7 separate regions of the Mus musculus genome follow, and regions 1, 3, 4, 5, 6 and 7 are each linked to region 2. The links are chromatin contacts, called in public HiChIP or PLAC-seq and promoter capture Hi-C maps. All regions are on one chromosome and are shown on one strand. Each heading gives the region's core, a stretch centred on a gene start, on an enhancer-like site or on the middle of the called end of the contact. The rest is flanking DNA. Distances are from core to core; before and after follow the strand shown. Region 1 holds the start of Arhgdia (Rho GDP dissociation inhibitor (GDI) alpha). Region 2 holds the start of Chmp6 (charged multivesicular body protein 6). Region 3 holds the start of Sgsh (N-sulfoglucosamine sulfohydrolase (sulfamidase)). Region 4 holds the start of Cbx8 (chromobox 8). Region 5 holds the start of Gaa (glucosidase, alpha, acid). Region 6 holds the start of Cbx2 (chromobox 2). Region 7 overlaps Tbc1d16 (TBC1 domain family, member 16).

The links. Promoter capture Hi-C pulls out the DNA fragments that hold promoters and counts their contacts. HiChIP or PLAC-seq counts read pairs in DNA pulled down with a chosen protein or histone mark.
Region 1: a FOXA1 HiChIP or PLAC-seq map of pancreatic cancer cells shows a contact between it and region 2. The contact joins the promoter of Arhgdia here to the promoter of Chmp6 in region 2. A contact is called at or near these places in 2 of 115 datasets of contacts at active chromatin or transcription factors (microglia and pancreatic cancer cells).
Region 3: a contact with region 2 is called in an H3K4me3 HiChIP or PLAC-seq map of embryonic limb bud, with 5 times the contacts expected there. The contact joins the promoter of Sgsh here to the promoter of Chmp6 in region 2. A contact is called at or near these places in 4 of 39 promoter capture datasets (the C10 cell line, pre-B cells, second pharyngeal arch cranial neural crest and 1 more), 3 of 15 datasets of contacts at CTCF or cohesin (large pre-B cells, pro-B cells and stem cell-derived epiblast-like cells), 22 of 484 Hi-C or Micro-C datasets (B cells, CD4 T cells, the G1E-ER4 cell line and 7 more), 15 of 115 datasets of contacts at active chromatin or transcription factors (the SCID.adh cell line, T-cell acute lymphoblastic leukemia, bone marrow-derived macrophages and 12 more) and 5 of 9 other capture datasets (adipose tissue, embryonic stem cells, liver and 2 more).
Region 4: a contact with region 2 is called in an HNF4G HiChIP or PLAC-seq map of pancreatic cancer cells. The contact joins the promoter of Cbx8 here to the promoter of Chmp6 in region 2. A contact is called at or near these places in 1 of 39 promoter capture datasets (hippocampal neurons) and 5 of 115 datasets of contacts at active chromatin or transcription factors (embryonic forebrain, embryonic stem cells, forebrain and 2 more).
Region 5: a promoter capture Hi-C map of embryonic stem cells shows a contact between it and region 2, with 3 times the contacts expected there. The contact joins the promoter of Gaa here to the promoter of Chmp6 in region 2. A contact is called at or near these places in 10 of 39 promoter capture datasets (the HPC-7 cell line, the SN4741 cell line, cranial neural crest and 5 more), 2 of 15 datasets of contacts at CTCF or cohesin (embryonic stem cells and pro-B cells), 1 of 484 Hi-C or Micro-C datasets (embryonic stem cells), 9 of 115 datasets of contacts at active chromatin or transcription factors (bone marrow-derived macrophages, embryonic basal ganglia, embryonic forebrain and 5 more) and 3 of 9 other capture datasets (adipose tissue, embryonic stem cells and macrophages).
Region 6: a contact with region 2 is called in an HNF4G HiChIP or PLAC-seq map of pancreatic cancer cells. The contact joins the promoter of Cbx2 here to the promoter of Chmp6 in region 2. A contact is called at or near these places in 4 of 39 promoter capture datasets (hippocampal neurons, liver, pre-B cells and 1 more) and 3 of 115 datasets of contacts at active chromatin or transcription factors (embryonic forebrain, neural tube and pancreatic cancer cells).
Region 7: a contact with region 2 is called in an H3K27ac HiChIP or PLAC-seq map of extraembryonic endoderm stem cells, with 3 times the contacts expected there. The contact joins the enhancer-like site here to the promoter of Chmp6 in region 2. A contact is called at or near these places in 2 of 39 promoter capture datasets (embryonic stem cells and hippocampal neurons) and 3 of 115 datasets of contacts at active chromatin or transcription factors (extraembryonic endoderm stem cells, pancreatic cancer cells and stem cell-derived neural progenitor cells).

Annotation. Positions count from the first base shown.
Region 1 is chr11:120,579,145-120,583,129 of GRCm38.p6, forward strand. Arhgdia (Rho GDP dissociation inhibitor (GDI) alpha) reads right to left here and starts at 2,480. Exons shown (of 6, transcript NM_133796.8): 1 at 2,378-2,480; 2 at 1,038-1,249; 3 at 823-906; 4 at 524-600; 5 at 372-435; 6 at 1-286. The coding sequence starts at 1,227. The coding sequence ends at 87.
Region 2 is chr11:119,911,567-119,915,134 of GRCm38.p6, forward strand. Chmp6 (charged multivesicular body protein 6) reads left to right here and starts at 2,244. Exons shown (of 8, transcript NM_001085498.2): 1 at 2,244-2,371. The coding sequence starts at 2,309. It overlaps Gm39485 (a long non-coding RNA gene), which reads right to left and starts at 2,246. Exons shown (of 3, transcript XR_003949830.1): 1 at 1,810-2,246.
Region 3 is chr11:119,353,752-119,357,681 of GRCm38.p6, forward strand. Sgsh (N-sulfoglucosamine sulfohydrolase (sulfamidase)) reads right to left here and starts at 1,759. Exons shown (of 8, transcript NM_018822.3): 1 at 1,646-1,759. The coding sequence starts at 1,733. It overlaps Slc26a11 (solute carrier family 26, member 11), which reads left to right and starts at 1,806. Exons shown (of 17, transcript NM_178743.3): 1 at 1,806-1,884; 2 at 3,057-3,282. The coding sequence starts at 3,100.
Region 4 is chr11:119,039,250-119,043,316 of GRCm38.p6, forward strand. It overlaps Cbx8 (chromobox 8), which reads right to left and starts at 1,664. Exons shown (of 5, transcript NM_013926.1): 1 at 1,533-1,664; 2 at 1,099-1,142; 3 at 845-910; 4 at 683-749; 5 at 1-270. The coding sequence starts at 1,601.
Region 5 is chr11:119,266,511-119,270,614 of GRCm38.p6, forward strand. It overlaps Gaa (glucosidase, alpha, acid), which reads left to right and starts at 1,453. Exons shown (of 20, transcript NM_008064.4): 1 at 1,453-1,712; 2 at 3,578-4,104. The coding sequence starts at 3,623.
Region 6 is chr11:119,020,646-119,024,394 of GRCm38.p6, forward strand. It overlaps Cbx2 (chromobox 2), which reads left to right and starts at 2,376. Exons shown (of 5, transcript NM_007623.3): 1 at 2,376-2,535; 2 at 2,613-2,656; 3 at 3,530-3,595. The coding sequence starts at 2,464. Gm35829 (a long non-coding RNA gene) reads right to left here and starts at 3,194. Exons shown (of 3, transcript XR_389218.4): 1 at 2,628-3,194.
Region 7 is chr11:119,212,743-119,216,716 of GRCm38.p6, forward strand. All of the region lies in intron 1 of Tbc1d16 (TBC1 domain family, member 16), which reads right to left. Among named protein-coding and RNA genes, the nearest start is that of Tbc1d16, 14 kb to the right of the region's middle. Within about 2 kb of position 2,414, at least 191 of the 459 cell types and tissues checked have an H3K27ac peak or open chromatin away from gene starts, as enhancers often do. A contact at or near this core is called in extraembryonic endoderm stem cells and pancreatic cancer cells, where this site is marked.

The DNA of each region.
Region 1 (3,985 bases), core at 1,230-3,729, 670 kb after region 2:
CTTTGGTTTGGGGTAGGTAGGGGGTTAGGGTGGGGCATGTCGGTCCTTCTGTCTGTCCGTCGCCCTGCCCGTCTCCCAGCTGGAGCTCAGTCCTTCCACTCCTTTTTGATGGTGAGATTCCACTCCCAGGACAGGTGGTCAGTCTTGTCGTCATCTGTGAAGCGCGACTTGATGTTGTAACTGCCCCGAGCAAGCATGCCTTTGGGAGCCTCCTCCATGGGTGTCAGGAACTCATACTCCTCGGCCCTCGGCCCATAGCTCCCGACCATGTAGTCAGTCTTGTCAACTGAGGGACAGGAGAGGCAGGATTACTGGTGCTGCACGCCCCTCCCAGGCCCAATGGCTCCCCACTCTATGGCCCGCCCACTCACTTTTGACCCCTTTCCTGTATGTGTGTTGGATGTACTTCATGCCGGACACGATCTCTCTGTTCACCTGTGGGGACACAGAGCCAGGGTCAGCTGCCTTCCCAGGCTTGCCCCTCTGCCCCTTGTTTCCAGGCCTCTCAAAGCCCCCACCTTACCCGGAAAGAGATTTTTATCCGGTACTCCACACCTTCCTTCAAGACAAACGACTGTTTCTTGAAGCTCTCCAGATCACCTGTATTGAGGAGGAGTCTCCGCTGACTGCTTGCTTGAAGGGCTCTCCACCCTGCTACATTCACTCTCCCCAGCCCCTTCCCTGACACAAAGCAGAGCTTCGGCAAGCCCCTAGCTGCACTTCCCCTCTTCTCCACCAGAGGGCATCAGTGCAGAAAATTATTTTTAGGGGTAGAGGCAAGATGCCAGCTGGCCCCACCCAGGGATTCTAATACCCACTCACCTGTCAGGTCCAGTTCCAGAGGGCCTGGGGCAGTGCTGCATACCAAGGTCAGTCGAGTCACAATGACATTGGGGACGTTGGGGTCTGCAGAGTGAGAGTTAAGAGTCAGAGTCCCATCCCTTAAGATTTTTCTTTTTAAACTCACTCCTTGGAAGAGTGGTCTGGAAAGAGACTGGGCACAGGTTTAGATGACATCCTTCCTCCAAGCCACCTACCTGCAGAGACAGCTACTCGGCCCAGCAGGGCCTCCTTGTACTTTCGGAGGCTTTCATCGTCCTTGTCCAGTTCCTGGATCTCCTGGATGCTCTTCTGGGCTGGAGGCTTGTAGTTCACAGAGTGCTCATCTTCCTCATTCTCTGCAGCTATCTGCGCAAGCTGCTCAGCAGTGGGTTCCTGTTCTGCCATGCTTACCTCTAGCTTGGGACACCTGTGGGCGGGGCATGAGCAGGACTGTGACAGCCTGGAGGCATTCCACCCTAGGCAGACCCTGACACCTGCAGGACACCTGACTGGAACTTTGAGAGGATGCTGCCACTGCCCTACGCAGAGGCCCATTTGAGAGGACTAGAACCCCAAGCAACGAAATGGGACCACAGCCTGTTCCTCAGAGAAGCAAAACACCTTTCCTCCCCACTAAGAATAAGCCTCCAGACCGAACTGAACTGGCAGACGCAACACTAAATCCCTGGGGTCCTGTTGCTGTCCCTAGCTGCCCAGGCTCTCATCTTACTGGGTTGGGTCATGGAGGTAAGTTCTCCGACAGGGAGATGCTCTGTATGTTAGCCACGTGCAGGACAAGGGTCTGTTTGTTCGTCCCTTCCAATGGAATACTGTCCTAAGCTCAACTATGTGATGACCGCTTAAATCCCAAGAGCCCAAAGGGGATCCTAAATACGCAGGTCTGTCCTCTCTAGTGAGGGTCTGCGTATGCAACTTGGGAGCTAGTGCACCGCTTGCAAATAAATCTCAGGAGCCTGTTTCTGGGCCCTGACCCTAAACCTTTAGTGGCGGTGAGGAACCAACCAGGACGGAAGCGCCTAGATGCCTTTCAGTTCCGCAGATTCCCAAACGTCTCTCGGAAACCCACTGTGATGCCTACAGGCAATGCGCAGCGGTCCCGGGAAGAGCCCGGCCGTTGTCCCTCTGAGAGGTGTCCGCCAAGGAAACACATAAAGCGGCGGTCCGAAACCCGGAGGCTACAGACAACCCCACCCGACGCCAAGCGTGGCCGCCGGCGACAGCATCAGGGCGCGGCCCGCACTTCCGTAGAGCCCGCAATCCGAGCGGGGCGGGGCCGCGCGGCGGGAGCCCCGGGCCAGGCCCCGCGCCGGACCCCGCCCGCGAGGCCGAGGAAGGGGGTCCCCTGGTAGCAGGCGCGCAGGCCCGGGGGGCCGCGGCCCCTCCGGCAGGACCTGCGCTGCCGCCCTGGCCCGCCCCGCCCGCCCGCCCGGGTGACCGCGCCCCGCCCGCGAGCGCCGCAGTCGCCCGCGACGCCGCACAAAGCCAACCCACTCCCCTCCCGCACTGCACCGCGCTGCGCCACGCGCCCACTCACCGGAGGCTCGACCGCCGCTCTCGCGCTCCCTCCCGCACCAAATGACGAACGTCGTCCGCCGCCCGCCGCTCGGACGGTCACTTCCGGGGTCACAAGACTTCCGCTCTCGCGGGCGGGGTCGCCTTGCGCATGCGCCGCCAGGGGGCGCGGGTCGGCGCCGTCGCCATTTTGCTGCGGGCCTCGTGGGCGCGTCCCGCGTGGGCCGGCGCCCTCGCGCCTTCTGCCGAATGCCGGGTGCGAGGGTTTGTGGGACACGAGAGCCGGCTCTTCCAGAGCAGCGTCGCGCGGCCATTCTGTGGCTCCCAGGGTTCCCTGATTGCCGTGCCTGGCCCTTGTCCCATTGTCCTCAGAGTCAACAGAACCACAGTCCTCACCGACCGCAGTGCCCTGTAGCTGTGCTGCCTGGCGCATTGCTCTGGGGACTGCGTGCCCCCCGAGCCCCCGTATGTTAGAAGTTGTATGGTTTTGCTGTGAGGAGCGGTTTTCCTTGGAACGGGCTGCCTGCCTATCTTGAACCTCATCCCTGAGACGCGCCCGCCTCTGCCTCCAGGATGCTGAGATTGAAGGCGTGCACCATCACCGCCAGGCGTGTTTCACGACGCTGAGGATGGAGCCTCCTTAGTGGAGGGCCTGGCTGGGGGGGTTCCCGGTCGTGTGCTTGTGCCAGCCACTCCAGTTCCTCCTGAGGAGTCTCAGTTCCTGCTACTCCGTGAGGGCACTCCATGTTGGCTTCTTCTGAGTGTAGCCTCAGACTGAGGGGAGGCAGGAATTTAAGGGGCACTACGGGGACTTCTATAGCTTAATCCCACAAAAGCCATCGCTTCTGGCCTGCTCTGTTGGCCACACCTGCCCCTGTGGTATCCAGGAAACAGCTGTTGGCTCCGGAGAGTCATCAAACTTAAAAGATGAGGAATCCAATGGCCTCCACTCTCCATCTTCAGTTGTGGCCCAGTTATTTTACACAAGCACGCATACCCTCTGGCTATACATCAATCTGAAGCAAACCAAGTGTTCTTTCAAGCTCATTTATTTTTATCTCTAAGGAAGATGGATTTGCAATATCATTACCCTACATCCAGGTAGCTGCTCTTCTATGCAGAACTATTCTAAAACAAAAAGCCACGTGACTATCCCCACTCTTACTGTATGATGAATTTGGCTGGCCTTCCACCTACACACAGGTGTGCCCAACGAAGTGTGTCAAGCTGGCTTTTCAGGAGGCTCATGGTCCTCCAACTGGATGAGCCTGGTTTATTGAGCTCTGTGCCACCCACAATTCCCTGGTTTGACGCTCAAAGTACAAATCTTCCAAAGCTGCGTTTTTATGTTTATGCATATCAATATTTTGAAGTAGTCTCTGAACCACTTGTGTGCAGTACCCATAAAGGTCAGAAGAGGGCATTGCATCCTCTGGAACTGGAGTTAGAACAGTAGTGGGTTCTGTACTGTACTGGGAATCAAACCCAAGATCTCTCTCAAAGAGGAGCCAGTGCTCTATGAACTGCTGAGCCATCTTTTTAGCCTGCCCATGCCCAAAGATTTTTTATACGGTCTAGCTACATACATACAGTGATTCACATTTGAAAAAAATCACAAAGATCATTAAAA
Region 2 (3,568 bases), core at 994-3,493:
TTTCTCAACTGAGATTCCCTCCTTTCAGGTGACTCTGGCTTATATCAAGTTGACGTAAAATTAGCCATAACAGCCGAGCATGGTGGCAGGCAGATTTCTGAGTTCGAGGCCAGCCTGGTCTACAAAGTGAGTTCCAGGACAGCCAGGGCTATACAGAGAAACCCTGCCTCAAAAAACCAAAATAAATAAATAAATAAATAAGCCATAACAGACACACACACACACACACACACACACACACACACACACACACACACACACACAGAGAGAGAGAGACAGAGAGACAGAGAAAGAGACACAGAGACAGACAGAGAGAGAGAGAAAGAGAGAGAATCCTTTTAAAATACAGAAAACTTACTGGGCATGATGGCTCACATCTTTAATCCCAGCAAAGGGAGGCAAAGGGAAGCAGATCTCTGGGAGTTCAAGGCCAGCTTGGTCTACAGAGTGAGTTCTAGGACAGCCAGGGCTACAGAGAGAGGAAAATATCTTTAAAATAAGTAAGTAAATTTTAAAACCATATTTATTCTTAGCTTGTAGGCTGTATAAAAAGGAGAGGGGAGATCAAACCGGTTTGACTCACGGGCCATAGTTGCCAAATCCTGGCTTACAGACGGAAAGAATTCAGACATTTCCAGCTCTGTATTGGCAGAGAACTAGGAAGAATGTGTGGAAGCGCTTCCAGAGTGTTATGGTAGAAACAGAACCCTCCCTGGGCAATAAATACTCCTAGCTAAATGGTTGCAGCCAGCAAGGCACTGGGTACTGTGGGCTGTTGCTTGACAGACTGGGCCTCAGTTAGTGACTCTGGGATGTCAGGGCATCCTAGCACGGAGTAGACAAGAGTGGACAGAGAAAGTGGGTGATTTCAAGGCCATCTTGGTCTGCATAGCAAGTCCCAAACCAGCCAGAGATACCCTGGACCTGCACAAGACCTCTGTCCCACACCCCTGAACATGCCCTTGGTTAGGGCATGAGAACCACACAGGTCGGAAGCTCCAGCCTTCTAGTAAGTTCTGCCCCAGTACTGCCCTTTATAGTCATGTTGACCACAGGGACAGGGTACCATTACTGCGATTTTATGGGGCCAGTTGGCCCACAGAGCATTGGAGACTAAGATATGACAGCTAACCATCAAAGTCAGTGGCTGAGCCCGATTAGGGCAGCTGACTGTACAGAGAACCCTGGGATAAAGGGTTCCTGGCTAGTTAGAAGGCCCCTTGGAATCAAATCAAAACAAAAAAACCAACCTCTAGAAACTGCTTCTAAGTGACAGAAGGAGCTAGAACCCTAGGTCTGGTAGCCAGAGCCTGCCCCAAGTCCTTACCATGGACTTTACTCTCAGCCTCTCGTGCTGTTCTTAAAACCAAGTCAAGACTGGGAGCCTCTTATGCCTAAGGAGTCACAAGAGCCACTGCTGCGACACCGGAAAGCCCCCTCCATGCCTTCTGCCCTTGTTTACTGAAGGAGTTGGGGGTGGGGGAAGGGAAAATGCAGGCAGTTCAGGAATCAGAAGAAGCTGCCTGCCGAGGGATAGCCACTGGCTTTACTGGATTCATAATGTGTTGAGCCTGAGGCTAAGACTGAGCCCTTCGTTCAGAAAGGTGTAAATGAACAAGAATGCTTAGTAATTGGCCCAGCTGCTTGTACTGTCTGCCTCCCGAAGGGATATTACCCGGATGATTGCCGTGGGGAAGGAGAACTCCCCTCCTAGCAAAGGCATTGAATTCAGGACAGTGGCGCCCTTTTTGGGGCTGTTAGGGTGTAGAGCCCCACTCATGAGTGTCTTGTCCCCGCCCCCTGACTCACCAAGGGCCTACAGAGGGCAGGTGTGATCAGAGAATCCCTGGGGTTAGTGTGTCAGTCCCAGCAACCGGGCTGACTCAACGGTAGCCTAAGGACTGTCCACAGTGAGGAAACTAGGGGACGAAGGTGACAGCGCCGAATGGCAGGTGAACGCTGGTGCACACTTCTCAGCAAGCACTTGTAGGTCCAAAACACTGGGTGTGTGTATGTTCTGCGCCAGCGGGGAGGGGGGCGTCGGCTGGGCGGTTTTGAAAGTCAGGAAGCCTGATTTAGGCTCACTCCTGTGAGGTGCTCTGAATTAATCACAGTCCCATCTGATTAGCTGAAAGGCCGAGGGAGGGCGTTCGCATCGCCTAGTAAGTCCAGCGGTGCGCTGCGCTAGGGACGAAGCTGCTTCGCGTTCTGAGGCGCGTGGCTCCGCGCGGCCGCCGTAGGTCGGGCGGAGTACGGTGGCCGCAGAGCGGCGGCTGCGACGGGTTCGGCCGGCCGGCGCGGGGCCGCCATGGGCAACCTGTTCGGCCGCAAGAAGCAGAGCCGAGTCACCGAACAGGACAGGGCCATCCTGGTGAGGGGCCTACGGCGGGCAGGGGGCCGGGCCCCGTGGGGGAAACTGAGGCGGGAAGCGGAGCGGGCCGCGCTTCCGGTGCCATGGCGCGCCCAGCTGCAGACTCCTGGACCAGCCCCGGCTCGGCCCGGAAAGACCGGGATTGTGTCTCGGGGCTGAGCGCCGATCCGTGAGAGAAGGTGCCAGGAAGGAAGCCTGTGGCCTTGGCCTTGGAATCCCAAGCCATAAGTTATTGAAAGTTCCTAGAAAAAGCCCCCAGATAAAGATCCCGTGGGCGTGGCTTTCACTAAAAGTCTCAGCGTGATTCTTACTGGGAAAGGGTGCTCGTCCCCCATCTCTGCAGCCTCTGTGTGAGCTGGAAGCCCCCGAGACACTCGTGTCTCAGGACACCGCCCTCCATCTCTAAGTAAAACTGTCACAGAGGTGGGTCCTGCGGACAGGACACACCTTGTCTGCTCCTCTGTGGAATTCGGAGGCTCAGGACACCACTGTCAAGCACACATCTGAACAGTCCCAGAGCGCCAGGCACCAGGAAGGAAAGTGCCTAGCTCCAGGTGCTGCTGCTGCCACTGCCTGACCTGCTCAGATTGCTTGGTCTCCAGAGGCACAGTCTGGCCATCCTGCAGCTCCATTTGGTGCCCCTGTCTCCCCAGGCAAGATGCCTGATGCTTTGTAAACAGCTGGCAGAAATAACCACCCGAGAAGAGCATGGGTAGCCTAACTCAAGGTCTCCAAACCTAAAGGGTGGAAATAGTGAGCACTCTCTGTCATGCAGTTGATGCCCACCGTGGGGCAGACCCTGTAGAGGACACTGGGTGAAGGTGGGAGACCCAGAACCACACCCAGGCCCATGCTCAAACACACACACACACACAAAACACGCTAGCAGAGCTCCCCAGCTAGCCTGTTCTCCTAGGTAACCTACAGTCTATGGTGAATGGTTTCTCACTAACTAAACCTTAAAGGTGCCCATGGCCTTCACTTGAAATAGTCTGCCTCAGGGTTTCATTCTGTGTGTGACATGTGCCCAGGGCCTGTACCTGTTCATCATGGCTCCGCCTGAAGGGTCGGCATTTGGACACAGAACAGAAATGGGCTGAACAGGAGGACTGAGCGCACTTGGCTAGTGGCTGGGGAGGGGGAGGCAGAAGATGTCAACTTCAGACCCTTTGTTACATTTGAGCCTCCCAGGGCCTG
Region 3 (3,930 bases), core at 509-3,008, 560 kb before region 2:
AGCCAGGAGTTCAGGGAGGAAGACAGGCAGGAGGACAGGCGGGAGGACAGAGGGACAGGGAGGAAGATAGGCAGGAGGACAGGACAGAGGACAGACAAGAGGACAGGCAGGAGGACAGGTGGGAGGACAGGGAGGAAGACAGGCAGAAGGACAGGGAGGAAGATGGGCAGGAGGACAGACAGGAGAACAGGCGGAAGGACAGACAGAAGAACAGGCGGGAGGACAGACGGGAGGATAGGTGGGAGGACAGGCAGTAGGACAAGCAAGAGGACAGCCAGGAGAATAGATGGGAGGACAGGGAGGTAGACAGACAGAAGGACAGGGAGGAAGACAGGCAGAAGGACAGGATGGAGGACAGGAGGGAGGACAGATGGGAGAACAGGCAAGAGGACAGCCAGGAGGACAGATGGGAGGACAGGCAGGAGTGGTTGTGTTACGTGTGCCTTCTGTTGCATGCCAGGAAGCCATGCTGCTTGCACACAGAGGTCTCAGCTCTTGCCTCTGACCCTGATCATTCAGTCCTAAAATTCCTGCTGTCATTATCTGAATCCAGTCTTCAACAGTTAAGTGAGGGTGGGGTCCAATCGAACAGGACTGTGGCATTTCTCTGTCAGGTTTGGAAATGAGACAGGTGTCATCAACAATCCAGGAAGGCCTCCCCAGAAACAGAGGGAGGAGCCGGCTCTCTGAACCCAGTCTCTCCATATAATGAAATTGTTAGACTTACATTGGTTTGTTAAAAACCTGGCCTGTAGTGTGGCGTGCATGTGTGCATGCGTGAGTGTGACTCTATTTTCTGCTTTGTCCGTATTTTCCCTGCATGTACATATACAACAGTTACAGATCCCTGTGAGCCGCCATGTGGGTTCTGAGTATTGAACCTGTGTCCTCTGGAAGAGCAGCCACTTCTCCTAACCACTGAGCCACCTCTCTAGCCCTGAGACTGCCAGGTTTTGTTGTGATGGCTGTCCAAGCTGAGACAGGACCGAAGTTCCAGAGCCACACGAACTGGCTCCAGAGGATTCCAGCGCCAATCCTATCCGGTGGATATACACCCTAGGCCGATCTTCGAGACTATCCTTGGAGAGATTGGGGGTAGTGCTGCAAAGACAGCACTGTTTATGTTACAATTAACCAACTGGCTTGCCCAGATACCACAAAGTTTATCAGAAGAGTGGGCCTGGCCCAGAGCCAGACCTCAGAAGGCCTGGGCTGTCACAAGCCAGGCACTGATCACCCAAACAGGAAGTCTCATGAATGCAGGAGGAACTTGGTGGTTTGCGTGGGCATTGGAGTACTGTACTTTTGGGCCAGGAGCTAAGAGAACTGACCAGGGCATCCTGCAAAAACTCGGGGACTCAGGCTATTCTCATTTCTGGAACCTTATCAGAGGTCTGCATGAGTAGCCGGGGTCCACCGGGTCTCCTTGGCAGCTTTGACTACAGATGTGGGAATGCTGGCCAGCTTGGGGATGGCAGAAGCGGGAGGGCCAGACGCATTTAGAGTCACCAGGAAGAGACCTGCAACAGGAGGCTCGGCAAGGAATTGGCGCGCCGGGGTCAGCATGGGCCAGTGGCGGGGAAGAGCCCAGTGGCCGCTTCTGGGAGCAGCAGCAGGTGGCCGTGCCAGGGACGGCGGCACTCACCAACTATCAGTAGCACGTTGCGCGAGTGCGCGCCGCAGAGTCCCAGGACCAACAGAATTGTGCAGCAGGCCAGTCCCGGGCAGTGCATGGCGGCGCCGGTCAGGGTAAGCGGTTCCGGCTCGTCCGCTCCCCACGGTCACGTGCACGGCAGGCCCCGCCCATGTCCTGCCCACTCTGTTTCTGAGATTCCTGCGGACTCAGCTACCGCCACTTCGGAAGACCCTGAGTCTCAGCGTCCGGTGGGTGAATCTGGGTCCTTGTGATGGAGAGAGGGAGTGTGTGGCGGTGTGGGCTGGGGTCACCAGGAGCTGTGGGGCCAGCGCTGAGTCCTCGGGTGAGCCCTACTCCGGGAACCCTCCCTACCGCAAACCATTAGAGTCCGGGCCGCCTTACTCCAGGTTCTCAGACTTGTTTGTGTTCCCCACTGGGACCTCAGCCTCCGTTTCCCAACCCCCCCCCCCCATACCCCACCCCGCGATCCCGGGATCCCGCGCTAGCGGCGGCGTGGGGGTGGGGAGGAGTGGATTTTGTCCAGAGTGTCATTTCCAGGGCTGGGGCGTGTGGACCAGTAATGAGGAGTCAGCTATGGGCTGGGACACGTGTGTGTGTGTGTGTGTGTGTGTGTGTGTGTGTGTGTGTGTGTGTGTGTGTGTGTGTCTGTTCGCCAGGATCTTAGCGGATGCTACGTACCTAGAATTAATTTGAGAGCTTCAGTTAGTCTTTGGAAAACAAAGTAGAATCTTCAGCCCTCCCACCCTTGGGCTATGAATGCCACAAGTGGGTGCTGGGTAAATCTTGACTTCAGGGATGTCACATACTCCCACCCCCTTTCCCCCAACTGCAGCCCTTAGTGGTGGGTGGAGTCCTACCTAACACCTTGGTGGCCCTCTGCGGTGGTGAGGTGTACACTTGGTGAGGTGTAAATCTTGGCTCCTCAGGGCCTCCTGGCTGCCTACCTACACACTCTGCCGGCCAGAGGAAGCCTGAGCCTGCAGGACCTGCTTCTTCTGGGCTGGGATAGTCAGGTTCCCCGGGGAGGGGGTAAAAGAAAGGAGCAGGTTCTTCGGGGTGAAAATGTCGTCTTTAGGCATCCCCTCAAGAGCTAGTTTGCGGGGGGCGGGGAGGGGGGGTTGGTAGGGGTTGACAGTGGAGAGACACCAGAGCTTGGGATCAGGGGCTATGGCCCAGAGATGGGAAAGAGAGGCTGAGGCCTCCCTGAATCCTTGGTGCAGGCCCATGTGCACATTTTGCTGGCTTCCTTTCCCAGATCATGGTGGTTTGGTAAACTTAGCCACCTGGCTCAGCCTCCCTGCCACAAAAGGCAGGCTATGCTCCTGACGCCCTTGGGAAGATAACGCCACCTTCTCCCAAGCTCAGCCCCTGATCACTGCTCCATGTCACCCATGCCCAGCTCTGTGAAAGGTCTGGGTCAGACCAGATCCCCCAGCCTGCACATGGCACCAGACACATGCTGCTGCTCTGCTACGGCCCTGAGGAGGAGGCTACCCGTCCTGGCCTGGGTGCCTGACTACTCTCTGCAGTGGCTGAGGCTGGACTTCATCGCTGGACTTTCCGTGGGACTCACCGTCATTCCCCAGGCCCTGGCCTATGCAGAAGTGGCTGGACTCCCACCCCAGGTGAAGTGACTGACCCCTCTGCTAGCTGTCCCCTCTCCACAGCCAGATAGATCCCTTCCTACTCCTCAGTGTCTGTCCACAGTTTGAAACACCGACCATGGAATCCAACACTTCCATGTGTCCGACCCAGACGGCCCCTTGGCGTCTAATCTCTTTTCATGTGACTTATTTTTGGTGCCAAGCGGTCCTAGATTTTCCAACTGGGGACCACATCATGCTTCATGGTGGCCTTACGAACAACCAGGCACTGGTGGCTTGTGCCTAGAGATTCCAGCACTTGGGAAGCTGAGGCAGGAACATTGAGAGTTCAAGACCAGCTTATCACAGGGCTCCATAGCGAGACTCAATCACAAGACAACAGGTCTTAAAAGATTGCTTAGGTCCCAGCACTTGGGTGGCAGAGGCAGGCGGATTTCTGAGTTCAAGGCCAGCCTGGTCTACAGTGTGAGTTCCAGGACAGCCAAGGCTACACAGAGAAACCCTGTCTCAAAAAAAAAAAAAAAGTTGCTTAGGATAGAGACATGGCCCTGCAGTTAAGAACATTTGAATATTTGCTGCTCTTGCAGAGGACCCGGGGTTCAGTTCCAGACACTCAGATGGTGCAGCTCATAACAAGCAGTTTTAACTCCAGCTACAGAGGATCTAATG
Region 4 (4,067 bases), core at 414-2,913, 870 kb before region 2:
TCGTTTCTTGGAGCTGTCCCCCGGTGAGCTGGGCTTGTCGTCTACACGGCTGGTACCCCTGTCCCTCTCTCGGTCCCGGTCCCGAGGTGGGTCTGCCCTGCAGGTACTGGTGCTGCTCCCTGGTGGGGGTAGCCCCGTGTTCCGCAGGCCCTCTCGGGCCCTGGAAGTAGACGCCAAATCCTGGGGTGAGCGGCCTGGGTAAGGGATCCGGATGCCTCTGGTAGAGTCACTTCTGAATTCATAGGTTTTGGCCTTTGCCTTGGCCTGGGCCTGCAGAAGGAAGTTGTTGTGAGGAGAAAAAAGCCCCGCCCCCGCCCACCCCACCCCCCCACGACCTCTAGCCTTGACTGCCCAACTTTCCCTGGATGCCTGGGAAATTCTAATTGAGTGGGGAGGTGGGCTCTTAGTAATAGTCTGGGGGAGGGGAATGAGGGTTTGTCTGGAAGAAGCCATTTGCAACCAACAGACTCCTTGTGTAACAGAGGTCTACTTGGGATGGCTGGAGGGGGGGTGGGAATGAAGGCCTTCTGGTGCAGCTAAGTCCTGCCTCTAGAACTCCGTGATGGGGCCTCTGACAGAAGTCCAGATTACAAATACACACAAGGCAAGGGCACCCATTGATTTACAAGCCCTGCAGATCCTCCCTGAACGGCACACTCCACCTCTGGAGATCGCAACATACCTTGAGAAGGAAGGTTTTAGGCTTGGGTCCTCGCTTTTTGGGGCCATAGAGCTCCATCTCCCGTTCCCTAAAGAAAGAAAAGAGAGAGAAGGGGGTGTGTCCTGGCTGCACCGAAGTCAGCGTGTATGGGTTCTAGTGAGTGGCTAGGCTAAGGGTCTGTACCTTTCCTCAAAGGCTGCAAGGAGGCGAGCATCCAGAATATTTTCTTCGGGCTCCCACGTGCTGTACCTAAAGGAAACCAGGAAGAATGGAGCATCAGTCCCTGGAGCAGGAGAGAGAGGACAGAGTGGAGGGCGTGTATGTGTGTGCAACTTTTCCGGCTGCCTTGTGTTGTATTTCAATGTGAAGGGGAAAAGAGGAAGAAAGAACCCTCCTCGATATCAGTGTGGGGTAGCGATTGCATATAACCTACTTACTTCTGCGACCAGCCCTTCCATTTCACGAGATATTCCATGCGTCCCTGCAGATGCAAAAGGGAAAATGCTTGTGTATGTGTGTGCGTGGGGAGAAATGCATGACGAGGACACAAGAAATACACACGAAAATGCATGCACCAAATGAATGCTCCAAACACTACCGCCAAAGGAACCAGTCCACTGCAGCACCCCTGCAGAAACGCTGCACAAAGTGCATGCACCGGCATTCATCCCCCACCCCACCCCCCATCCATGCAATCTGTGCAGGGCTGCAAGTCTAAGGAGAGCGCTGGGGCTGAGCCGCCGCCGCCGCCGCCACGGCCGCGGCCGCTGCTGGGACCTGGGGGAAGGGAGGCTGGGCTGCAGCAAGGGGAGGGAGCCTGGGCCCTGGTGAGGGAGAGTTCGCGTCGCCGCCCGCCTTCCCCTTCACCTACTTTGCGAATGCGCCGCTTCAGGAGGGCTTCGGCCGCGAACACCCGCTCCCCCACCGCCGAGAGCTCCATGTTGACTCGCCGCTTCCCCCCTCAGCCGCTTCCAGGAGCAGAAAAGCAGCAGCCAGCCCTCGACAGCCCATAATACTCTCCCGCTGACGTCAGTTCTCCTCCCTCCCCCGCGCACTCTCCCTCCCTCCACCCCCTCCCAGCGCTTCCTCCCGCCCCACGTGTTGCTAACGACGTTGCTAAAGCCAAGCGTCCTGGGCCCGTTCTGCGGGCGCTGATTGGACTAGCGCCCGGCCACGCCCCTCTCCCCGTCTCCCCTGCGTTGCTACGTGACCCGCGTTCCAATAGCCAGGAGGCGGGGTCTCTGTCCACTCCAGAGACCCAGAGGGAGGGGGAGCGAGCCGTCAGCGGAAGTGACGCCAAGCGGGGCGGGCCCGGCTGCTGTCAGTCTGCACGGCTGGACAGGGGGGCCGCTGCCCTAGGCTCCCGCCCCTGGCCCCCCTGCCTGATTGCCCAGCGTTTCCCCGGGTGCGTGGCTTGCCCCGCCGAGCTATTAGGGCTCCCTGCGTAGGTGCCAGCCAGGCGCTGCCCCTCTGCAGACCCAGGCCCTCCCCACCTGCCCATGCCCTAGCTGGCGCCATCCTGGTCGCCAGCCGCCGTTGATGCACAATGCACAGGTGCTGGGGCGCATCGAGCCGCGCCCGAACCCCCGGACCTACGTCGCTTGCGCCGAACCTACTAATTCCCTGACCCCTCCCTTGCGGCCGCGCACCCTGGGTCTCCATGGCAACGCCCCCTCCTCCCTTCTTCACCAGTCCCATCCAGCTAACAAATCAATGAGCCTGCTCTTGGTCTCCAGTCGCATAGCGCTGCCCGCGTCCACCCTCCGGGTCCTGCGAGCTGGCGTGGGCGCTTCTCCGGGCTCAGAAGCCCAAAGCAGACTGGCACAAGCCAGTGTTTACCGCCTGAATCCATCCTGAAGCGAGACCCTGCAGGAGGGGTCGCGAGCCTCCTCTTCCCACCCTCATTGTCCCCAAGTCTCAGCTGCCCTGCCCCAGCCTCTATTCCTGACCCAGCCTGCAGTTTCCGTCCAATCCACTCCTCAGTCCTGAGAGAAGTCAACCCTGACCACATCTGTCCCGGCCTGGGTGGGTTTAAGGAGCCTATGACCATCGAGGCAGAGCCTAGAGCCTGGCTAGCTCTGGAGGCGCCGCGGCTCTGCTCCAGACCTGGGTGCAGAGCTAGTGCACTTTCTGTCTCGGGCTCTTCTAGACGACGTAAGCGTAAGCGGGGGATTCCCGACAAACATCAGTATGGACTTTGAGGGGTGTGGCGGTATCTAGTGCGGCCTGGAAGAGACACCCCCACCCCCACCCCCGACGCGAAGATGGCAAGTCCCAGGTAGGGGACGAGGGTCGCGCAGAGATGCCTCAGTCCCTTTTACACACCTGAGTACACTCAATGACCTTTTGCTCCTAGGCTCTCTTTCCTCCCCTCGTGGTAACCCCTGTTGAGGCGCGGGGGGGGGGGGGGTTCAACAGCAGCTATCCCCACATTGCCCTTTTACTACCCAAGCTCCAGATCACAGAGCCCGACCTCGGAACACACAATTTATTTAAATCGCGATATCAACTTGGCTGAAAAAAGTTTCCCTTGGCCAAGAAGAGGCTGGGAAAAGGGGAGAGAGAAAAAGAAAAAACGACGAAGCCCGGAAAACAGCGAGCTAAGGAGTCTGTTTCGAAAGGCAGGAAGCCCAGAGCGCAAAGCTGGCCTCGGGTCCAAGGCGCTACACACTGCACGCGCCAGTGCTGGCCTTGGGGCTAGCTCCGAGTTGGGCCCGCTGCGCCGGTACTCCCCAGGCCTCCTCTTGCATCAACAGTCGCAGGTTCCAGTTTTTGGCTTCACTCCTAGACATAGTAAGGTGTGCTCCAGGTGAGGAGTCCTCTCGGTTCTCAACGAACAGCGGATCCAGGATGCCCACATCGCCCCGGCGACCTTCGCCCGCCGCCTTCAAGAGACCGCCGACGGCTGGGTCCTTAATCATAAAAAGTCATTCCTGGTAACAAATAGTTTCGTCGGCCGGTGCCAGCGATACAGCTGTTTCTGTTTAAGCTTAAATACTTTCCAACAGTTTGGGCAGTAAAAATAAAGTCGGTCTCAGCCGCCTATAAGTGTCTGGTTTCCCCGCCCAGAGAAAGCCCACCCTAGCCCTCCGCCCGGGTCGCTCTAGTTGCTCCGCCTGCCCGCGCTTGGAATCTGTTGCCCGCCGCGGGCGTTGGCTGTCGGGCCACCCGGAGCTTAGCGGGGGCCGCGGCTCTGCAAGCCGGCTTCAGGGCCACCTTGAAGCCAGTGGCAGGGAACTGCGTGGAGTGGCTGCTGGTGGTGGTGGTGGTGGGCATCAGCTCTTCCTCTCTTTCTTATCCCTGGGAAGTTTGCCGATCAAGTAAAAGATGGTGGTTTCCCTTCAGCTTGGGTTTTGAGGAGAACTCTGTCCCTAAGTTGTGTGTCTTCATGGACCAGGGGGTTTTG
Region 5 (4,104 bases), core at 203-2,702, 650 kb before region 2:
TGTGAGCTCTAACTCTGAATAGGGCAGAAGAGCTGTGTAGCCAAGCATGCTTGGTCACGGGACGCTCCTGTCTGTTAGGAGACCTCTGCAGAGCAGGGGTTTCCCTGTCGGACCCCAGAATAGGCACAAGCCACCAGGAACAAAGGTGAAGAACAGCAGCAAATGACTCGGCAGGTGTAAGGGGGGATGGGCGGGCCCAAGACAGGGTCTCTGTGTACCGTTGGCTATCCTGGAACTCACTCTGTATGTACACCAGGCTGTCCTGAAAATCAGAGCTCCACTTGCTTCTGCCTCACAGTGCTGGGATCAAAGGCGTGTGCTGCCATTGTTGGCTGCTGGTGTCATTTTTAAGAAGAGAGAAGGGGCCGGGCGTGGTGGCGCACGCCTTTAATCCCAGCACCCGGGAGGCAGAGGCAGGCGGATTTCTGAGTTCGAGGCCAGCCTGGTCTACACAGAGAAACCCTGTCTCAAAAAACCACACAAAAAAAAAAAAAAAAAAAAAAGAAGAGAGAAGGGGAGGCCTGTGTTAGGATGGGCTAGCATGCGGTGGTAAGGTTTGGTTTGGTGTATTAATTACATGAACCAAAGGGGGCTTCGGATTGCTGGACTTCAATACTTTAACAGCTGGCCCCTGGCAGTCAGCCTTAGGCGGAGGAAGTGGCCAAATAAGGGAAGAGACCTTGATGGCTAGCTTTAGGAATGTAATCTAATGTTTGTTTGTTTTGTTTTGTTTTGTTTTTCTTTAGCAAGGCAGAGGGAATGGGCACAAGGGAAAGATTGCCAGAGCCAAGCTCAGCACATTCAAGCTGGCCAGAGTCCATCCACCTTCCCTCGCTGGCCAGTCCTCTTGGCTCTCATTATCCTGCCTGCACACACTGTGCTCCGACAAGCTGCCAGAGCTGAGGACACCGTCTTCTCAGGCCTTTCTCCTCTCCCAGCATGGGATGGGGAGGGGGGCGTTGAATTTCTTGGTGTACATTGTTTCAAAAGTTTGACAGCCAGAGGCACAAATGCCCCTCCACCCCCCAGTGGTCCCAGCAGTACAGGAGAGTCAGGGCCTTGCACATGGTAGGCCAGTGCTCTACCCCTATCTACATCCGGCCTGCCAACTTTGGTTTTTGAAACAGAGTTTCACCAGGTGTCGTATGCTGGCCTCAAATTGTCAATCTTTCTTGCTGCTGCTTCCCGAGTGCTGGGATCACATGCCTGCACTACTACCCCGGGCTTCTGGCTCAATGTATGACCTGCATCATACTTATATCAAATGCCCCGGATCATTTACTGTTTCACCATCGTAGGTTTTCTGTGCGATCACGTGTTTGACTCTGACTCCAGGTCTGGGCTGGTTTAATCTACTGGAGCTTTTGCAACGCGATGACGTCCTATGGCTGCCATTCCAACACCTGCGCTCACTGTCGCCCTCAGCCACTAGGGGGCGCAGCGATAACACTCACACGGACTCCGCCGCCTACGCAGGAGGTCGTGTGACGAGGTCCGCGCGGACGAGCCCCGCCCACAGACCACGTGACCCACGCTGCCCGCTGAGCCTGGGGGTCTTCGGCCTGGAGGGTGATTGCGCAGGTGAGCTGGGCGAGCTGGTGAAGGCTGTCTCCGGCCCCAGAGCCTCCGGAGGAGCGGCCTCCTCCAGGCAGGCAGGGCCGACTGTCAGCGAGTTCCTGCTTTGGAGAATCGAGCAGAGACACGCGGCATAGGTGAGACCCCCGACCCAGGCAGCCACGGACGGTGACCTTAGTAAGACAGCAGGCTCCGGTAAAGTCCGGGATTCTAGTTCGTGCCCGCAGTACCAGGCGGGCAAAGCTCTGTGTGTATGTGACGCAGGGGGAAACTGAGGCACAGAGAAACCGAGAACCTTCACTTTGACCTCCCGTGTCTGACAGGTTGGATTTGGACACGCCTGTGCCTGGTGACGCAGCGATCCAGCTGCTTTCCAGAAAGCAAGCTTGAGGTCACCAGGTCAGCCGTGGCCTCTGAGTTCAGTTCCTTCCCATGTTTTTTTCTCTAAATTGTGGCTGAGAGAACGGGCCTCAGCTGCCTGCTCCCAGTTTCTGGGACTTTGTTCTAATGCGTGTGTTTCTGAGTTGCGCCCTGCGGCCTCCTTGGAGGGTCCTGGAAAATGCAGATTCCCACCCTGCCCCGCAGAATTTGAGCCTGCGAGTGTCCTTAGATGCTGAATCATGGTCAGTGTCACTTACGTCTGGAAGGGCCAGGTGGAGCTGGGCCTTACTCGGCAGTAAAGACAAAATGGGTCTCTGGTCTTCGAGCCAGATCCACACACTGGATCTTTCTGTGGCTCATTATGGTGGCTCATTATGGCCGCTGGGCACCTGAAAGACCAAGGCGTGATTGGAGGGTAGGAAACTGCAGCCTACGCAAGCACTCCAACTCCCTCAAGATGCTGGAGAATCACTCACCATGGTAACGGATTTCAGTCATGCCTACGTAACCGAAGGCCCACAGAACTGAACAGAGCTGGCTGTGGTCTCCAATGCCAGAAAGCCCAGCGTGTAGGAGATGGTGGCAGGGACCCAAGCCATCCCTGGCTTCATAGCAAGTTAAGGCAAGCCTGGGCTACTGCAGACCCTGTCTCAACATGGCAGCCACGTGGGTTCAGAGACCATCCCAGTTGATCAACACATTTGAGTGTTGGGAGCCTGGGAGCCACTCCCAACCGTTCTCCACCCATTTCTTCATTCTGGCTGTTCTTGAGTTACAGCTTTCAAAACCAACCAACCAGTAAATATAAGTGAAGTGCTTTTCTGAGTTCTGTGAGATAGTCTAGTGAATTGCCAAACTTGGTGCATGGTGTAGGGGTCCTCGGAACCACCATGGTCTATAGGCAGTCCATCAGAGAGGTATGGCGGCAACCTGGGGCTTACTGGCATCTAGGCGTGGCAGAGCCCCAGCCGGGTCATAGTTAACAACCCCCTCCTGGACTGGAAAACTGGGGAGCCACTAGCCGGAGAAAGTCACAGGAATTGTGGGTAAACACTGCCAACCAGAAGCACCCTGACTCACCAATGGCCACAGTTGGTCCCCAAGTGCTAATCAGTATTCACAGCTGCCTCTTCTGCAGCCGGGCCATCTCCTGAGTGTGTCTGGTGACCCTGAGAACCGTCCTCTGTGCTGAGCCCCACCACATGGAGAAGTCACCCCAGCCTTCTACCCAAGCCCCATTTCCAGAAGGCCCACACTCCTGCAGCTAGTGAACCCTGTGGCCCAGTCCTGGGCTCTTCACTCCCAACTTCCTCCCCTTGGGGTAGGACTTGGGTGTGGTGGCTCTTCCACCTTCCCACTCACCCTTTTCTCTTACACAGAAGGCCCTGCGATAAAGTCCTGGCTCCCTCACATCTGTCTGTACCTGTGTTGTGGGCCCATGTCTGCAGAGACACCCTCTGCCTCTGAGGAGTCTCCCATTGTCTCCTGTACCTGGCTTCTGTCTTCCCTTCCGTTGCTCTGGGGAAGATGCTCTGGCTGCCTCCTTCCACCTCCTGGCAGTGTGTGTGGGTGTTGTGTGAGAAACCCCACCCACACTGATACTGGCTCCTCCTCTCCTCAGGCCTTCAGAAGTATTCATGCTGCCCCGAACCAACAGGCTTTCACCATGAATATACGGAAGCCCCTCTGTTCGAACTCCGTGGTTGGGGCCTGCACCCTTATCTCTCTGACTACAGCGGTCATCCTGGGTCATCTCATGCTTCGGGAGTTAATGCTGCTTCCCCAAGACCTTCATGAGTCCTCTTCAGGACTGTGGAAGACGTACCGACCTCACCACCAGGAAGGTTACAAGCCAGGGCCTCTGCACATCCAGGAGCAGACTGAACAGCCCAAAGAAGCACCCACACAGTGTGATGTGCCCCCCAGCAGCCGCTTTGACTGTGCCCCCGACAAAGGCATCTCACAGGAGCAATGCGAGGCCCGCGGCTGCTGCTATGTCCCAGCAGGGCAGGTGCTGAAGGAGCCGCAGATAGGGCAGCCCTGGTGTTTCTTCCCTCCCAGCTACCCAAGCTACCGTCTAGAGAACCTGAGCTCTACAGAGTCGGGGTACACAGCCACCCTGACCCGTACCAGCCCGACCTTCTTCCC
Region 6 (3,749 bases), core at 1,126-3,625, 890 kb before region 2:
TACAGGCAGCTGCGAGCTGCCCGATATGGGAACTGAGAACAGAACCCAGGTCCTCTGTAAGAGCAGCAAGTGCTCTTCACTGCTGAGCCATCTCTCCAGCCCATACTTACCTGTCTTAACAGGATTCCAACCTCTCTCAACTACACAAGGCAGAGAGGGACCGGAGCTCAGCAGCCAAGTGCTTGCCTAGCGTGCTCCAAGCCCTGGGTTCAATCTTCAGGATTGCCAGAAAACAAAAGTAAAACTGAAGGCTTGTCCATGTTGTATGGCACCAACCAAGACAGTCACTCCCAGAATGGACTCCTCGGGGCCTAGACTTCATTGCCACGGGATTTGATTTATCTCTTCTATGTGGTCTTTAAACGTTCCAAGGTTATTGCTATGCACAGATAGTCTGGGGCTGACTTACAGGGCTTTGTTTTCACTTAGAATCTCCTCAACCCAGATCTTTGTATCTTGTGGACCGTCTTGGTGTCCTGTAGGTGACGATGAGCGTCAGGTGGCCATTAGAAGTTCAATGAAATAAAAGGACACACAATTTCAAATCCCATTCCTTCTGCACCAGTCAGTAGACAGTGAGGACCCTGGTGTCCAGGGCTCATACCAGTCTGGTCAGACCGCTGCTAAAGACTCGCTTCAGTATCTAGTGTTGCTGGCACCGGTCAACGCAGATTAGCTGCTTATGAAATAAATGAAAGAACCAGTCTAACTTATCCTACTACGCCAAAGATGTGAGTCAGAGATGCCACAAATTCTGAATCACGCCTTGGCTGCATTGATAATGGCTCCGTTCCAGTCAAGTCTGTTGTATCTGTTTCTCCAAATTAATTATTTTAACTACTCTCTCCCCCAACTAGGTTTTCATGGTTGGACAGATAAGATATATGACAGACATATTTCAGGTAAAGAGACTTATTTTTTTCCAATGTGTTCATATTAGGTTCTTGGCTACTTCTCGCCAAACAAGAAAGAACTGTATTTTTAAAGTTCTTTGCTCTTAAAAAATAAGTAAGCAACTGTGTTGGTATACCCTGTTCCAGAAAGGGAATAGTGGGCAGATTCTAACAGTAAATGTGACACCCCATAGAATCCCGAAGCGCAAGCAGCAGTTGAAATGGATCCAGCTATTTATAGGATTACAATAAGCACACCTTTGTACAGCGCAACCATTTACTGCCCAGCTGATCTGAACAGGGACAAAAAGAGCTGTCTGGGAGACTTCAGCGGCTCTCTTCCCCCTTGCTTCATCCACTACTGCACCAAGCACCTAAATGAGCAATCATTGCGCTCTCAAGAAGGAAAAAAGAAGGAAAAAAAATGTCTCTTTCCCTGCCCCCTCTGCAAACAGCTGCGAGCTCTTTCCAAAGCAGATTTAACCAACCAACTAAACTGAAGAATACCCTAAAACCCAGTGGTTTCCCGATATTCGTTTCTTAGGGCAGAAAGCTTTACAACCAAAAGATATTACTCCTTCATAAATAGGTTCACGGTTACGTGAAGACAAGGTCCTACAAAGGTGTGACTTTGGATTCGCAGCCTGTTCAAGAAAGAGGCAAAACCAGAAAGCGAATTTTCATTGGATTCTGCTTTATTAAATGAGAGAACGCTTCTTTCATCATGTGCTTGACTCGCTTCAAAACTTACAAAGGAGACTGTTCAACGGAATTTATGTCTGAGCGGGAAAATAAATGGGTAGGGCGCCTAAGCCATGGCGACCTGGGAGGACCGGGGCCACCCCTGGAAATTGATCCAAAGGACTTTACTAGCAGAGCTAGCAAGCAGTGACAAGAATCCAGTTACACCCAAGTCTGCACACCGATCCCTCTGGCCCACGTCGACGTCACCAAAATCGTGAAATAAACTAAGAAAAAAATCAAGTTGGTTGTGTCCCCACGCGCGTACTAAAAGTCGGGGAACTAGGTCCCATTTTCACAACTCTTTAGTTAAGAGTTCGGAGTTCAGTCTTCTTCCAGTGACCTGAATTTTTCATCTACAACCTTAAGTAGAGTTTCGAGGCTCCTTTTTCGGTGTCCCCTCCCGAACCCCGTACTTTTCCACTCTTTTTGTACCCCTGACTGGTAGAGGACTAGTGGGGAGCAGCGCCCCTCACTGGCGGGGGCAAGAAGCGCCGCGTGCTCCCCGCTTCGCCGCCCTCTGGCCAAACAATAGCTTTCCGCAGGGACCTGCGATCCGGAGCGGCCGGACCCCAGGATTCCCGGAGCACGCAGCCTCCCGACACAGTGCAGAGAGCGCCCAACCCCACGGACTGGTCCCCGCCGCGGCTACCACGAACAATGCGCGCCCCGCCCCGCGCGCCCGGCGCGCCTATTGGCCCGGCGGCTGCGGGTAGAGCAGCGCGGGCGACTCCGGCGCGCGTGCGCGGGGCGGGGCGCGGCGGGGGCGGCGCTTTGTGTGCAGCAGTGAGCCGGGGTCTGCGGGGCGCGGGCCGCGGCGGGCGGCGGCATGGAGGAGCTGAGCAGCGTGGGCGAGCAGGTCTTCGCCGCCGAGTGCATCCTGAGCAAGCGGCTCCGCAAGGTGCGTGAGCCCCCGCCCGCTCCCCGCGTGCGCCTGGCGCTCTGCGGGGCTAACCGCCCGCTCTTATCTCTCCGCAGGGCAAGCTGGAGTACCTGGTCAAGTGGCGCGGCTGGTCCTCCAAGTGAGTCTCCGGTGCGCGGCCGCCTTCCCGCGCGCGCCTCCCGGCCTGGGTGGGAACCCTCGCATCGCAGGCCCGGGCGGGAAGTCCTGTGCCTCGGGACCCAGAGGACTCTGGCCGACTGGCGCTGCCCTTTGTTTACGAGCCCACGGGGAGCGAGCAGGGCGGCCTCCAGCCCCGAGTCCCTGGAGCCCGGCCCGCCTCCGCGCCGCGCGCTTCTGGCGCCCATTTGTTGCATGCGCCCCCGCCCAGGAGCTGGCCGCGGCTGGCGCGGGACGCGGGCCCCCTCCCCTTGCCCAAGTTATCCTGCTGTAACCTGAGCTTCCTACTGGTGGGAGGGCTCCCCCACCTACTCCTACCCCCGGCCCGAGCTTGCTTTCTTCTCAATGAGGGACGGGGACCCGGCCTTCTCCGGAAAGGGCTTCCTTTGTAGCTGCCCCGCCACCCTCCTTCCTGAGCCCCATCCCCTCCAGATACCACTCCCCAAACCCGGTGCCCTGCCCGCGCTCTCGGTGGTATCCTCCACTTTGTTCCGTCTGTGCCCCCCGGCTCCCCCTCCCCTACCTGCCTTCCCTCCCCTCCCTGGCTCCGGGCCAGGCCCAGGGGATTCCCTCGGCAGCTTTGCTCTTTGTTGGGGTTTGTTTTCCTCCCAGTGTAGACTGTCGAGTCCTCTCCTGGCCTGCTGGGGTTTGAGGTGGCAGTTTGCCTGTGGGTTTGAGGCTGGGATGCTAACTAACTTTAAGGACTTCTAAGACCTCAGAGGACAGCCTCTGCCGCAGTGCCCCTTGTCCCAGCGGGGCTGTGGGAGCTGTCCCCGGCAGCCCACCTGGATGCTGCTCACCAGCCCGCCCACCCCCCTTTGCTTTGCTTTTCCAGACACAACAGCTGGGAGCCAGAAGAGAACATTTTGGACCCGAGGCTGCTCCTAGCCTTCCAGAAGAAGTGAGAACTCTGGAGGAGGGGAGAGTTGGGTGGAATTGGCTGGTGACACAGTGGCCTGGGGCTGTGGTGTGGGGAAGCCTGTGGTGGAGCACTTTAAGGCCTCACAGACAGCCTCTGGTTTCTCTTGGCCTTTTCTGTGGAGTAGCTTTTGGTC
Region 7 (3,974 bases), core at 1,164-3,663, 700 kb before region 2:
TCTGCCAAAAGCACGCAAAGCCCGGGGCTCCACACCTAGCATGACGTAAGCCCTGCATGGCTGCGCGCGCCTGCAATCCTAGAGATCGCTGGGAGGCGGAGGCAGAAAGACCTAAAGTCTACATTGCGAGTTAAGGCTAGCCTGGGGTAAGTGAGACTCTGTCTGCAAAAGAAGAGAATGAGAAAGAGAAGAAAAGAGGGGGACGGGGAAGAACAAAGGAAGATGTATGGACACGTTTTCTTAAATAGCATGATCCAAACTACGTTTGCATCTTCTATATCCAGTCTAAAAATACAGAAATTTAAAAGTGTAAAATCCCACCCACTGGAATTGTATCTTCCTTTTGCTTACATCACAAACACACTGCCTGGCCTCATGGATTGGACACGTTCCCCAAGTCCCATATGTTGTAGTCCTAACCCCCAGCTCAGCATTCAGCGCTATCTCAAGAGGAATTCAAGCTATCGGGGTCACTGGTGTTCAATCCAGGACGGCTGAGGCTCTCCGAAAAAGAAAGGATTTGGAGGCAGGCACACCTTCATAGCTATTGGCTTGGCAGACAGCCATCTCCAGGCCCGGGAGATGAGTCAAGGGGTCATTCCCCTCACAGCCTCAGAAGGGAAAAACAGGCCAGCACCTTGGCCTTGGGTTTCTAGCTTCCAAAGCTACGGAGGAATAAACGCTTACTGCCCGAGGCCTCCTTGTATATTAACTTCTTAGGGCAACCCAGGAAGCCAAACACTAGAAATGCTAAGTAAGCTTTCCCTTTGCTCCATGTGTGGGCTGCTGGCGAGCCCACACAGGACTTCGCACTCAGCTCTACTGCTGTGTGTATCACCAGCCCTTGAGTCCGAGATCCTCCTGCCTCGGTTGTTTAGTTCTGGTCACCTTTCTCCAACCTAGCGTGTCTGGAAAATCCGCCTCTGTCAGATTGGCCTGTGGGCATGTCTGTGGGCGTGTCTTCTTGATTGATTGGCGTGGGAGGGTCATGGTGGGCGGTGCTACCTCCAGGTCTAAGAAAGCAAACCGAGCAAGTCAGGAGGAGCCAGCCAGGAAGCATTTGCTGCCCTGACTTTGAAAGGTGTGTGGAAGTGGAAATTAACCCTTTCCTTTTTGGTCATGGTCTTCGACACAGAAAGAGAGCGGACTAGGACTGTTGGACCCTGTGCTGGGCACCACCTTACCGGTGTTTGCCACGAACCGCCTACTCTGAAGGACAGAAGTCCCCCGTTTACTTCTAAATGGATGGGAGCCTGTCTCTGCGACTCCTGACTTCTTTTCATGTTCCCGGAATTCTCCTCAAGCCACAAACCGCGCAGTTCATCTTTTATCTTGCTTTTTCTTATATCTTTAATGTTCAAAGAGCCACTTTTCATCTATCATATATCTACCTGGCAAAGCCTGGGAGCTGACTGTCCTCCAGTTTAGAGTGTACATGTATAGCGGTTTTATTACTGTGAATGTTTTTATGGGTGAATGATAAAAAGGGGCAAATCAACGATAACTTCATAATGCTGAGATATTTGGGGCCCTTAGCTGTGGCCCTGGACCTACACGTTCCATGTTCTCATCGGTGCCCTTCAGACATATCCATGCTGCACACCTGAGGAACACGTATGCATTCACACATAGGATCCAGGGATCTCACTACCACCGCTCCAATGGTTCAAGTCGTCACAGGCGCAGTTCAGGGAGAGGCAGGGGGTCAGGAGCTCCACTAGCCTCCTCTCTACACCGTCACCACCACCATATGAATAAACCCATGAATGACGCATAACAACACACAACCCATCTCCAATCAGAAACAGCAGGACTCTGGGAGACTGTTACCCAGCCCAGAAGTTCTCGCCGGGTGCATATGGCCTTACCCTTCTGCAAACCACAGCTTGTTTCCAAAGCCTTGAGAGTGAGCCTCCTGCAAGCAGCCTCCTCCCCTAGATACAGGCTCTGAGACTTCACCAGGAACCCCAGGCACACACACCCTGCTTCTGCTGCTATGGGAAGTGACTGAAGCTATTTAGAACTCCAGGTCCACCCCAGGGCTCTTCCCTAACCAGCTAGGGCCAGAGCTTGCCCAGGGAAGGGGTGAGCTGGGTTTGTGGGGAGGGAGGGGCTGTGGGGAGGGGGCAGTGGGGAGGGAGGGGCTGTGGGGAGGGGGCAGTGGGGAGGGAGGGGCTGTGGGGAGGGGGCAGTGGGGGGGGAGGGGCTGTGGGGAGGGGGCAGTGGGGAGGGAGGGGCTGTGGGGAGGGGGCAGTGGGGAGGGAGGGGCTGTGAGGATTGTTCCCTTGCCCTCTCTGAGTGTCTCTTCCCAGCTCCCTGCTCACACCAAGGCTTCTGCTGTGTTGGCTGCCATACCTGCCACCCTGTGGTGAGGAGAGCAAATGAGAGGCACAGCAGCCAGCAAAGCCCTGCCTAGGTCCTGTCTCTGGGGTTCTGGCTCTGACAGTAATTTTCTGCTCAGGGCCCATAAGTCATCCCTAACCCCAGCTGGGGAAAACTGCTGGCAGGAACCCAGAGAAAGAGAGCTGAGCAGGGCAGGCAACACTCAGCAGCCTGGGTGGCCAGCACCACACCAGGGCCAGTCTGGACAGAATGGCAGTCCTCAATCAACACTGCGGGTGGGGGTCTCCAACCTCTCTGTATGTGCAGGGAGCCCCCAAGACCTAGCTCTGCGGCACACAGGTCACGAATACCGGAGGCACACACGCGCTGCGTGCCGCACACACCACACCCCCAGAGCTCTTATCTGTTCTGATCCCTCTCCAGCTGCACAAATAAAGACACGTCAGCTGCCCAGGTTTCCAGCTCCGCCTCGAAACGCTTGCTGGACACCGTGAGCATGAAGAGTGGGGGTTGGGGAGCTCCCCACTCAGCAGCCCAGCGTTCGTCTGTCCAAGCGGCACTGGGTGATCAGAGCTAGTGTTCCCGGGCTGTCTCCAAGCACACTGTAGACTCTGTAGGGTACTTGTGCAGCTGGGCAGCCATGTCTCACAGTGCAGCCCTCCTTACCCAAGCTCTGGCTTCTCGCCACAGCCCCTACTGTCATGGCAAACCCTGCCTGTCCCATAAACAGGGCTTGGTTGGGTATCTATCCTCTATTGTCCCTTGGTGTGTCCTCCCAAGCCAGGGACCAGACAGAGGCTGATCTGTGATGTCATAGGCTCCTCTACACAAACAAGAAAGCAGGGACAAAGAACAGCCTCCGGTCTTTGGTGATCTAGAGGCCCTCTGGGAAAACTAGGACCCTATCCATAATTGAATTATTCCCTTGGACGCCAAGGTCAAGTCACCCTGGCTCCCCACCTCTTCAGGATGCAGCTGTTCCCTGCTAAAGGGGCCCTCATAGATCTGAGCTTCCTACTGCTGTGGCAGTGGCTGACGGAACTGGGGGTGGGGTCAAGTGAGCCCTTCTTCCCACCTGCCTTTCCTGTCATCGGAGAGCAGGCCCACTGGAGGTTAGGGGCAAAGGTTCTGTCCACCACACAGTCCCAATCCCTCCTCCCCAAGTCCACCAGCCTAAAACAGCCTACAGGATCCACCAGCATCCTGTGCCCTGGCCTCTTACCCATTTGTCACGGGGAAGCCTGCCAGGTGGCAGCAGGGCAGGAACATGGCAGCAGGCCAGCAGGAGTCAGAGTGGGTTAGCACGCAGCCTCACATTATATTTCCAGGATCCTGGTCAGACACCGAGCTCCTCCACATATCACGTGTGCTCAGTTCCACAAGTAGAGGGGTGCGGGAAGACTCCAGAGGGAGTCCCCAACAGGAGCACCAAGTCCCCAAGGCAGGGGTGAACCTACGGTTGGTGTCTGATGTTGCAAGAGAGCAGTGCCAGGGTCTCCACTCAGCCCTAATGGCCAAAGGGTATAAAAACAGAGAGGAGCATGGGAAGAGAGAGAAGGGTGGGCAGCAAGTCTGGGAGCTGGCTGGGTGGGATTTCAGTAAGAAGCAGGTGCAAGAAGGGAGGAGCAGGT